3 separate regions of the Mus musculus genome follow, and regions 2 and 3 are each linked to region 1. A link is a contact called in public HiChIP or PLAC-seq and promoter capture Hi-C data. All regions are on one chromosome and are shown on one strand. Each heading gives the region's core, a stretch centred on a gene start, on an enhancer-like site or on the middle of the called end of the contact. The rest is flanking DNA. Distances are from core to core; before and after follow the strand shown.

Region 1 (3,686 bases), core at 566-3,065:
TCACGGGGTGCTCACAATGTCAGCTTCCCAAACCAGCTGCTTTAACTTGACATCAGGCCGTGTGTTCTCAGTGCTCTCAGTGTGAGCACTGCAGCTGTCCATTCAGCAAACCTTTATTCATGTATTCAGCAAATAGCGGCTATGGGGCCCAGTTCTAAAGCAGTCAACTGTCCATCCCATGATTGAGATATAGAGGTGCGGGTCCCACCTTCATTCTGGAAGCCGAGCCCCCTTGGCAATCTATATGACTCTCCCTCGACCCATGTGGTCCCTTACAGGCCACACCTGAGCAGCAGAGAAGGGTAGCCCTAATGTCACTCTAAGACACCCTGAAATTCTTGTCCAGCCAGTCACTGTGTTAGCAGAAGTCAGACGGTCCAGTTATTCTGGGTTTGATCCCGTTTGCTTGGAGCAGCATCCTTACACAGGCTCAGTCAATCCATCTTTTCATTTTTTTAAAGGTGACACAGCCCGCCTCCCATGAAGTTATGGGAGTCCCTTGGCAATGTAAGAAGGACTTGGTGAAGTTGTGACCTTCTCCAGACTCAGTTTCCCCATCTGTGCTGGGGGCCTTGCAGGGTGTGATTACAGGGGATTTTTCTTTCCCCCCTAACACATCAAGCGGCAGTGCGCAAGTTCAGGATAGAGCTGTCATGGACTCCTAGGGTCCACTGCCAGGCAAGCACAGGAGTTTTTCCACTTTTAATATTTTCTCCAGCCCCCCTTTCCTGCCTGCCCCTGCCCCGATCCAAGCGGAGGAAAACAGCAAACTCCGCTCCCGAGTCTCACAACTGTGGGGGTGTTCCCAACACCCACACTGCTGTTAGGGCACAGCGGGGGACCAGATTCTCTACAAGCCCTTCTCTGACACAGAAGGGCCAGGAGTTGTGTCTGGCATGGCACCACACCCACACTCGGCAGAGCTCCTGCTTCCTGTGGAGGGCTGGAGAGAGCCACAGGCAGCCTGTGACTCAGGAAGGCGCATTCTAACCTGCCTAACCCGCGAGCATCACTGCTGCACCCAACACAGAGGCCACGGAGCTACCAACCAGCAACCTGGGTAACGCAAATTGCACACGTGGCGCGCCGCGCCGCCGTGGGGAGATCGCATTTCTGTCTGCATTAAAAGGAGCCGCCGAGTCTTCTTTGTGGCCCTGGTCCCGAGATATAAAATCTTCGCCAACTATGTTACCCATGGGGTAAAAGCGGAGCTGCGATTTGAACCCAAGACAACACACCAAGCTCACCCATAAGCACTACCTTGATGGAAGAACAGGGCAGGGGACACTAAGTATTTGTGGATTAAAGCTGCCACCACTGGCCCAGATGAGGCGCAACAGACAAAGTCTCCTTTCTGTATTAATCTCCGCCAAACACTTTGCAGACAGAGAAAACAAGGCCTAGAGACGTGACAGCGACTCTCCGGGGGTCACAAAATACCATCAGTGGCTCAGTGAATAAAAAGCCGGACTCTGGACACCTGTCCTGCTGCCTGGCGCTCACTCCTTTAGCCCATGGTGTCTACATGAAACCTATAAAACTCAAACCACTGGTCGCTCACAGGGAAAAGATGAGCTGGAACAGGCAAGGCAAACCCCCTGCCTGTAAGCATCTGTAATCCTTCCTCGCTTCATTTCTCAGACCTAGGGGAGGAAGGAATCTTCCTCCAGTTCCCCGAGACTCAATTTCAGCTGGGATAGTTGCGCTCTCCATTAACGAGCCCATGCCGGAAACTCACCTTTTCTCAAGCGAGCCGGTTCTGTGTTGTAGGGAGTCCCTCGGTCCAGGTTCAGCGGCTGCCTGACACGCCTTCCCAACAGCCCTACTATCCACTCCCCTGAGGAGCGAAGCTGGAGTGGCACGGGGAACAGCTCATCTTTCAAGGGCTGGCCGGTGATGTCATCACTCTCCTGGGCACCTCCCCCCTCCACCTCTAGTCCAGATCAGCTCCAGGCTCCCTCCGGGATCAGCAGCAGTTCTTAGCGGTGGTGCTTTTGGACCTCCTAGCTGCGGAGGCCAAATCAGGATGGCCACAGGTTGTCCCCCGTGGGTGCAGACCATGGTCGGGTCCCGGAGCCTAGGCTGGTAAATGTTTCCCCTGCAGCTCGAACAGCCACGGAGACCACGTGAATGCCTGTGTTTAACACAACACTGTTTACCGTGACAGGGTCTCCTGAAGTGATTGTTTTGCTCCTGAGTTTTAGGTGCAAACAGTGGGCATTTACAGAGGATGTAAATAGAAGGCAGCCAGTTGGGATGGAGGGTTTCTGAACGTGTTTTTTATTTTGCTTTGGCCGTGCACAACTCCCAGGGGTGCTGAGGCAGAAACTAGGATACAACTCAGACAAGGGACACACTGCTGGCCAAGTCCTTGAGTGAGCTGTGTGCTGGCCCCTGCCAGATACGGGACTTCCTCTGGGGAATTTAGAAGCAGTTTCTTCCTCTCCTTCTAAGCTCTGTCTTTTTTCATTTTCTTTGAAGATCTGCTAAAGACCCATTGCGCTTTCCTCTCCAGATGAGAGGAGGATGCAGGGAAGATCAGAGACCAGTCCAGAGAGAGCCTAGGGTTCCAGGAATGCACACAGACAGAGCTCCAGCAGCTGTCCCCCTGTCCCTGACCAAATAGGGATGGGGCAGCGGCAGAGGTCGTGAATCCAACCCTGTCTTGGCTTCAGACTGACTGAAATGAGTCAAAGCTCTTGTGACCTGAGTGTCCCATTGCCCCATCTGCACCTCTGGCCTGTCTGACCACAGGGAGCTTCCGAGGCATGGGACCTCTGGTCCACTTGGGTGAGTGAGCCTGTGATCTGGCTAAGATGATGCTGTGTGCCTACCCACTCGTGCAGGGGAAACCACCACAGCCCTGAAGGGTCACAAGGGAAGGGTCCTTCATGAGCTTTGCAGAGCAGACAGAAGCTGAGTGGTGATTCACAGAAACCAAGGCTGCAGGGTCTAGAGTCAGAGGTCTGCTTAGCTCTCCATATTGGGAAGCAGACTCAAAACCAAGAACAATGCCCCCCCTCCCCCAAAGCCCCACTATCTTGCCCTCATTCTGTAGAGTGCTGGTTGGTCTGGAGTGACAGACTCCGTTCACGTTCCAAACTCTTTTCTTGCTGGGTTTTCTGATGGGAAGCACTTGACCTTTTCACCTCGAAGCCAGATCCTCAGCAGCTCGGAAGAGTCCTATACCACGAGAACATCAGAGTTGATAATTCCCAGGTTAGCTAGCCCCATCTGTCACCCCGACAGAAGCTGCCCCTACTGGTCTGACTTGCTGTCGTGAACGCTAGTGTGGCACTGGAAGAAGTCTTCTCTTGTAAGTCACCTGGAGTTATGTTGTTGTGTCCAGCTGTCAGACGAATCTAGAAAACTTATAGACACCCACACCCCTGTTTATTGACACTAATAATGAACTGTTCCTCCAGCTAGCCACCTATGTCTTTATGCCACTCCCTGCCTCCTTCCTCTCTTCCTCCTCCTCTCCCTCCTTCCTCCCCACTTCTCTCTCCTCTCTCCTTTCTCCACTGTCACCCTCTCCTTTCTCTCTTACACCCACTGGTTCATCTAGCCACCTGTTCATCTCAGGCATTCATAGGCAGCAGAAAAGGAGGGATGGGCGTACGTCCGGCCAGTCCCTGAGGGCAGAGCAGGCTGTGCAGTCATTTCAAAGCGCTCCTCCTTACGAG
Region 2 (3,686 bases), core at 1,184-3,683, 220 kb before region 1:
CTGCCCCATTTTCTTACCAGTAAAAGTCCTTTATACACTTAGAAGAACTACTGTCTTAAGTCTCACTAAATAGTTCTACCAACAACTTCAACAACATTCTGACACTTGCTAAGTCACTGGTACTGGTACAAAGAAAGATGTGGACACTAGCATATGGCACAGAGAATAAAATGTCTATAATGATATATACTTTGTGTTAATGCAGTGGTTCTTAAACCACGAACAAAGTCCCTCAGAGTACATCTGGAAAAGTCTGGGGACATCTGTGCGTTTGCCACTGTGAGAAGTTCCTGGGGTAAAGCCGTTGGCAACCACTAAGCAGGTCAGAGGTACTGTTACACACCCAACAAGACGTGGGAAGGGCCCTCCAGAAATTACCAGGGTTACAGCACTGAGGTGAGAAACTCTGTTAATGGAGAATGCAGAAATTTCAAGTATTTTAAAAAGCTTTAGCTTCCTCCATAACTTTTCTAAGTTTCACCACTATGGCAATCAAAAGGTACCAGCATTTTCCAAATTATGTATGTAATTATACACAAACCATATACCTTTGAGAATGTTTTGTAACGACTCAGTCCATTCTGACCATTCACCTGAACTGTCTATGCTTCAATCCCAACTTACATTGTCTAAATTTAACAGGCACACCAAAACCCACACTGGATACCAAACACAAACTATCCAGGAAATCTCAATTCAAAAGATCAAAAGTAAAAATCATGGCAAGTGATGCTGGCACACAGAAGAACAAGGCGTCCCATGGAGAGGTGAGCTCAGGGACAGAGCCCTCAAGAAACAAAGTAATGAGGAGGAAGGCAGGCCTGTCCTCCTCAGCCAGGCAGTCTTGGGTTTCCCTGGATTAAAAGTCCCAGTACACTCTGGATGGAGATAGAACAGCTTGTAAGAAACTGGCTATAGAGTTCAAATCCCATGAAACACACAAAAAAAAGGGGTCATGTGCATGTCCATCTGTCTTGGCTCCATTTTTTTAAACCTAAAGGAAATAGACTGAAGAACTTCAAGCATAGACCTGGACATGTGCGGTGCTCATGCAGCCTCCTTGTACCGTTCCACTTTCAGAAGTGCACTGAAATAAAAACTGCAGGAAACCTGTACTCTCCCTCCTACCTTCACTCCCAGACACAAGATAACATTTCTAATCCGAAGCCTTCCCTTTAGAGTGTGCAACCATATCTTTTTTTAAGCACTGATGTATCAGAAAAAAGTCTGGATGAGCTAATACAAGGTCATCATGTGACAACACCTCACTCACTCACATCTACTTGAACCCCACTGAAAAACACCAAACATCTTTATAGATTCTATTCTCGTGCTCCTTTACCCTTGTTCCATGAATAAGGAGTCAAAGGGAACTTTGTGGTTAATTAAGCCCAACAAATGTTATCACTACAGAAATACAGCTGACAGGTCTCTGGACTAAACATCAGGGTCGAGTAAAGCTAGCAAGCTAGTGTGTGAGAAAGAAAAGCGCATGAAATCCATTTTTAAATTAGTAAGTACAACCCTAGATCTGTCACATTGAGGCTACGTCCAAAACTGCCTCTCTTGTTTGGAAGAAAAGCAGTCGCACGACCTAAAGCCTTTTCGCCAAGATAGGTTAGTTGGAACATAAAACCCTCATCTACTTTCGAATCCCAACAACCGGTTTCCAAATATCTTTCTTAGGAGAAAAGGGGGGAGGGGGGAAATTAAGTAAAGAAAAATCACGGTCAAGTGTGTAAAGTAGACCTAGCGACATTAGAAGGCCTAAGTGAATTAGCTCAAAGCGTACACTCGCAATCACAACACAAGTGACCCAAGGGCGGGAGCGATCAGGTAGCGCGCCGAAGCCAGGTTGCCTAGTCACAACAAAGCAGGGACGGCGCCGCCCCGCAGCCCGCCGTTCCGGAAGCTGCCCCCGGGCCGCCAGCGCGGCCTGCTCCCTCCCGGCCCCGGTTCCTCACCCGCTCCGAGGGAAGCGGAAGTGGGGAACTAGGGGGCTGGACGGCGCCATGGTGAAACCGGGACAGGAAGGAACCCGGGAGCCGCGGCCCGCCAGTCCGCGCCGGGCGCCGTTCCGCTTGGGGATCCTGCGGGGGCCCCGCGCCCGAGGGGCCGGAAGCCGCGGCCCGGGGCGCCCGTGCGCCTCCCCTCCCCCTCCGCCACCCCCGGGGCCCGGCCGGCGTGCGCCTCACTCAGCACGCCAATCACTTACAACGGCATCGTCTCCGGCGCCGGCACCGCCCAGTCACTTCCCCCCCGCGACCGCTGCCGTCCTGGGCATGATCCACCGAGGCGGGAAGGACGGCAGCCTACCTCAGCCCCGGGGCCAACCCAGTCCTGCACCCGTGCCCCGCCGCTTTAAGCGCTTCTCCTCCTTCCCCTTCGTCCTAACATGGCGCCCGAGCGCTACCACAGCAACGTTCTAGAACCGCTGACGCCGCCACGCACACCGAGCGCGCGCCTGCGCGCGCGCTGCGCGACGCCGCAAGACCTGACGGGAAATGTAGTTCTCGGCGTGAAGCGGCGCTTCTCCCCCTCCCCCCCCCCCCCCCCCCCCCCGGTGATCTCACGCTTTCGTGGTAGAGCGTGGGATGGGTGCGGGAGGCTCCGAGCGAGAGGCTGTAGTTCATTCGCTTGGCGACGCCGTCCTGGCGAATGAGAGTGACGCAGCCGTGGCAGCGATGAGAAGGGGGCGCGGCCCAAGCGGGCGCCACGTGCGGGGCAGCCCAAGCGCGGGGGATGCCTGGAACCGAGAGCTGTTCGGTGCCAGTTGCACCTCCGCTGCGTGGGAGAACTGCTTTTTAAACATCGATGTGAGTGAGGACTTAAATGTGTTAGAGCCCAGTACAGAGCCTGTCCCAGAAGTGTGGCCGTGGATCCCCTCCCCTGACGATGACCCTCTGCATCTGTGTTGCCCAGACCTGTGCTTCTCATGCCAAATGTGCAGGGCAGGGGATTCCGGACCAAGGCAATAATTTAATAAAATTGACAGTAACCTTTGGGGTTTTGGCGGGTTTTTTGTTGTTGTTGTTGTTGTTGTTCTTGTTTGTTTTATAAGACAGGCTCCCATGAAGCTACTAGCCCTTAGTTTCTGATCCTCCTGCCTCCACCTCCTGAGTGTTGACATTACAGGTGTGAAACACCACTACCAATTTTATGTGATAGATTGGAATATACTTCTGGGTGTGACTATGACCTTGTCTCTGTGCTGAAGAGTTAATGCAGTTGGGCAGGTGAAGTTCGGGTTACTGGACCATACTCAGAAAAAGGAGCCATTCCTAGTATGCTGGGTTCATCTTAAGATAATGTATTTTTCCTTCCTAAAATTTCCAGCCCCTGGCACACTTCTTACGGGGTTTGGCTGGGTACACTCACCATTCTGTTCTGAGTAATCATTAGAAAGGCCCAACTATTCCTTTTCCTTCTCATAGCTTCTTGAAAGAAGCTTTTGGCCGGGCGTGGTGGCGCACGCCTTTAATCCCAGCACTCGGGAGGCAGAGGCAGGCGGATTTCTGAGTTCGAGGCCAGCCTGGTCTACAAAGTGAGTGCCAGGACAGCCAGGGCTACACAGAGAAACCCTGTCTCGAAAAACCAAAAAAAAAAAAAAAAAAAAAAAGAAAGAAGCTTTTGGAGGTCCCCTGCACTTAGGGCTTCCTTTCACTCCTAAAGCTCCCTCCCCATCC
Region 3 (3,686 bases), core at 372-2,871, 140 kb before region 1:
ACAAAAACAAAAACAAAAAGAAAAAAGAAAAAAGAAAGAAAGAGGAAAAACCAACTCTTCATAAAATGCACGCCCAGCTGTGAAGAGAGCTGCCTCTGGTATCTTCACACCGTTCTCTTCTGTATCCTTACACTCAGAGCGTTGCTTGCTCGGATGAAAGCTTTCTGTCCAGTGGAGAACATGAGCTTCCATTCCCACCCCTTTCTGCCTATCCCAGTGCTACAGTTGTAGAGCCGTCCAGCAGGCCACCACCCCTTGATAATCCACGCCAGAATTTAATTATGCCACAACTGGTCATCTGGTGATTTGCTTTAATGAGTCACTAGGGGGTTTGTTTCCACACTCATTTTTAACCATCTTGGGAGGCAGGAAGCCTGAGTTCTAATCCCCTCTGCTACTTAATTAGCAGTGCAGCGAGGGTGAGGGTACCTCATTACCTTTGACTTCCCACAAGCTGGCAGATTCCTCAACCCAACGGATCCAGAGTCCTCAATGGCAGGGCCTCTGCAGGTGTGTGCTAAGATTTATTTTTATTTTATGTGCATGTGTGTGTGTTTGTGAGGGCGTGTGTGTGTGTGTGTGTGTGCCATGTGCATGCAGTGTGCCGCCAGAAGCCAAAAAAGAGGCATCAGATCATCTTGGACTGGAGTTACAGACAATCTGGACTGCCATATGAGTGCTGGGAATTGAACCTGGGTCTCCAGCCCCTAAAACATGACTGTCTTTGGATGAACAATTTAGAATGACAGCTCCTAGGTTCTCTCTTGGGATCATGTGTGTGTGTGTGTGTGTGTGTGTGTGTGTGTGAGTGTGTGTGTGTGTGTTTACGCTAGAGGTAGAATACTACTTGCTCACTTTCTCCATAGATGATGGGGGTCAGACCTCAGGTCCTCACACTTGTGTCTCAAGTAAGGTCTCCTGCTAAGTCATCTCCATAACTTTCCTGGAAGTAAGGAAGCTTAATGGGACCTGGTCAGAAATTGTGCCTAGCACAAAACAGATGCTTAAAAACGCTAGATGGATGTTTCCTGGATGACATAATGGCGGGACTTACGCGTTGTGTGCTCCAGGTCCCGCCCATAATACCTATGATTTGTGCAAGCCCTTTCCTCTCTTGAGCCTCATTTTCACCATAGCCAAAACACCTGCGTTATTAGGAAGGAACATGGGTCAAGCCTGCTTAGGGACAGGTCCTGGAGGCACTGATGTGCTAGGATTGGAATCTTCTTCCCCCGGGGAGGCTCCTAACAGCCAGTGATGCAGGCCTTTGCTGTGGAGATAGATCAGGGACACACACTGAGGGTTGAGGGCCAGTTTGGCTCGGGTCACCGCTCACCTTTCCTATGTTTCCGCTGCTATAGGTGTCCAGATGGTTTATGAATACCCTCTGTATCTTCAGAACTTTTTCGGTGGTCGCAGGAACTTCCTCTTCAGCCATGGTGGAAGCTGTAGTAGTTGCTAAGGTGAAAGAGTCCTGTCGGTTGCTAAGGAGGAGAGGCTGGGCTTTGGAAGGCTGAAAGGGTCAGGCTCCCTGAGGCGAGGCTCGGACTCTCGGAGGGGTGTGGCTTGCTTTTGGGCGGGGCGTGTCCTGTGGTGAGGGCTCTGGATAGGGTGCAGCTCTGGGGGAGGGTCCGTTGGGGGCGTGGCACGGGTCTGGCCGGGGCGTGTCCTAAAGGGCGGGGCTGATCTCCCTGGAGAACTGTCTAACTGCCTTCGGCACATCTCCTGTAGGACGCTCTGCTTGGGTAAACAATTTCTCTACTGTAAAGAAAAGCAGATGTCACGAGTTTTGGGGTCAAGGACCACAGCGTGAGAGCCCACCACCACAGCCTGTACTGCCCAGTAGCTGCTTGGTGCACAGGGTTCTACTGGCTTAGGGGTTTGACTAGTTTGCTTTCTATTGCTGTGAGAGTACCAGACCAAAACTAACAGGTTGTAGACCCATCATCCAGGGAAGCCAGGGCAGAAGGCATGAACCTGGCTGGAGGCAGGAACGGAAGCAAAGACCTTGGAGGAACGTGGCTTACGGGCTTGCTCGGTCTGCTTTCTTAAGAGAACTCAGGATCAAGGGCAGGATGCTCACGGTGATCTGGGTCTTCTATCAATGAAGAAAATGCCCCATACACATGCCTGTAAGCCATTCTTATGGAGGCATCTTCTCAATTGAGATTTTTCTTCCCAGATTGTCTTTCCTAAGCATTTTCAGATGCCCCCTCCCCCCTTACCACCCTGCCTGGGGATTTGGTGGAGGTGCCTGGAGGGACTTTGTGACCAGGAATTCACACACAATCATGAAGTTTACACTCAGACCGTTTAAGCTCTGGGTCTTCTTTACAAATGAGAATACTCGTGCAGTTGCTGAAATAAACCACCTCTTGCTCGGAGGGTGAAGGAGGTGCCATCAAGCCTTACAACGTGAGTTCCATCCCTCTGTCCCAAAGAGACCGGGCTCCAGCAAGCTGTCCTCTACACATGTGCCCTGGCACACACACCCCTCTTCCACAAATACATTAATGCAATAAACAATGTGTATTTTGTTTTCATCAAAAGTTGTGGTGTGTTATGAAACAACCGGCTTGTTTTGTTGGAAGGGTCCGACTGCACTGAAATAGTTTTAAACACTAACTTGTTAAATCTAAATACATGAACGTATTTTATGCAAATATGCATGCATATATAGAAATTAAATATTTATTTTTATGTGTACGTGTGTTTGCCTGCATGAATGTCTCTGTGTCACATGTTTTCCTGGTGGCATCCAAGACCAAAAGAGACGTTGGATCCCTGGAACTGGAATAACAGAGAGCTATGAGGCACCACTCTCAGGTCTTCTGCAAGAGCAGCCAGTGCTCTTGACTGCTGAGCCATTGTGTGCCTATTGGTTATATTGATTATATTGATTATATTATAGCAACTGCTGTATCATTCCATTAGTTCTTTCCTGTGCATGCATGTTACTACCAACTGTGTGTGGTGCCTTTTATTAAGTACTGCAAAGTCCTAGAAGACCATTCTGCCCCAGTGGCTACTCAAGTTTTTTCATCAGTGCAAGCCTCAGCAATGCTATACCTAATATACCAGGGTGGTGGCAGGGGGAGCTTAGAGGGAGAGTTCCGAAGTCAATGTGGCCCATTCCCAAACTAGTTTCCTCCTCTATTCCTAATATGAACCAAGCAGCAGGTTTTGCCCCTGAACACTGGAGGGAGCACAGGGCATCCTGCATAGAAAGCACTGAGGGTAGTCACAGAGCCAGCAGCTGACTTGCTATGTGGGAAGCGCTTGGGCTCAGCAGAGCAGGAGGGAAGGTGGGCATGTCATTATGGGAGATAAAGCCTCTGCTCTCTTCATGGACACACTCAGAGCAGACAGACTAGCACAAACTTTTCAGCTCACATCCATTTCTTGTCTCTTTTTTTCTGTGTGCTGGGTGTCAATGCAGGGATGTTGCACATCTAAGTATGAGCTCTCCTGAGCTACAACTCCAGGCCTGGATTCTCCCCTTGCATTGCAACGAATACAGAGTTATCTTTGAGGGAACTCACGGAGCTCCAGAAGCTCTGTCGAGGGTGTAGCTAGTTAACAGCACACACTCCAGTTCAAGTGCCCGCCATTAAATTCTGGCTATGTTAAGAGAACTACAAATTAGCTGAAGAAATGGCATTGTTAAATTCTTTTTAGCTGGTCCA

Evidence for each region. HiChIP or PLAC-seq counts read pairs in DNA pulled down with a chosen protein or histone mark. Capture Hi-C pulls out chosen DNA fragments and counts their contacts.
Region 2: an H3K4me3 HiChIP or PLAC-seq map of embryonic stem cells shows a contact between it and region 1, with 12 read pairs. The contact joins the promoter of Papola here to the promoter of Bdkrb2 in region 1. A contact is called at or near these places in 3 of 39 promoter capture datasets (cranial neural crest, frontonasal cranial neural crest and maxillary cranial neural crest), 2 of 115 datasets of contacts at active chromatin or transcription factors (embryonic stem cells and extraembryonic endoderm stem cells) and 1 of 9 other capture datasets (adipose tissue).
Region 3: a contact with region 1 is called in a promoter capture Hi-C map of pancreatic islet. The contact joins the promoter of Ak7 here to the promoter of Bdkrb2 in region 1. A contact is called at or near these places in 2 of 39 promoter capture datasets (embryonic stem cells and maxillary cranial neural crest), 1 of 484 Hi-C or Micro-C datasets (nephron progenitors), 1 of 115 datasets of contacts at active chromatin or transcription factors (embryonic stem cells) and 2 of 9 other capture datasets (adipose tissue and pancreatic islet).

What each region holds. Positions count from the first base shown.
Region 1 is chr12:105,561,301-105,564,986 of GRCm38.p6, reverse strand. It overlaps Bdkrb2 (bradykinin receptor, beta 2), which reads right to left and starts at 1,815. Exons shown (of 3, transcript NM_009747.2): 1 at 1,739-1,815.
Region 2 is chr12:105,783,444-105,787,129 of GRCm38.p6, reverse strand. Papola (poly (A) polymerase alpha) reads right to left here and starts at 2,433. Exons shown (of 22, transcript NM_011112.4): 1 at 2,216-2,433. The coding sequence starts at 2,223.
Region 3 is chr12:105,703,917-105,707,602 of GRCm38.p6, reverse strand. It overlaps Ak7 (adenylate kinase 7), which reads right to left and starts at 1,621. Exons shown (of 18, transcript NM_030187.1): 1 at 1,337-1,621. The coding sequence starts at 1,438.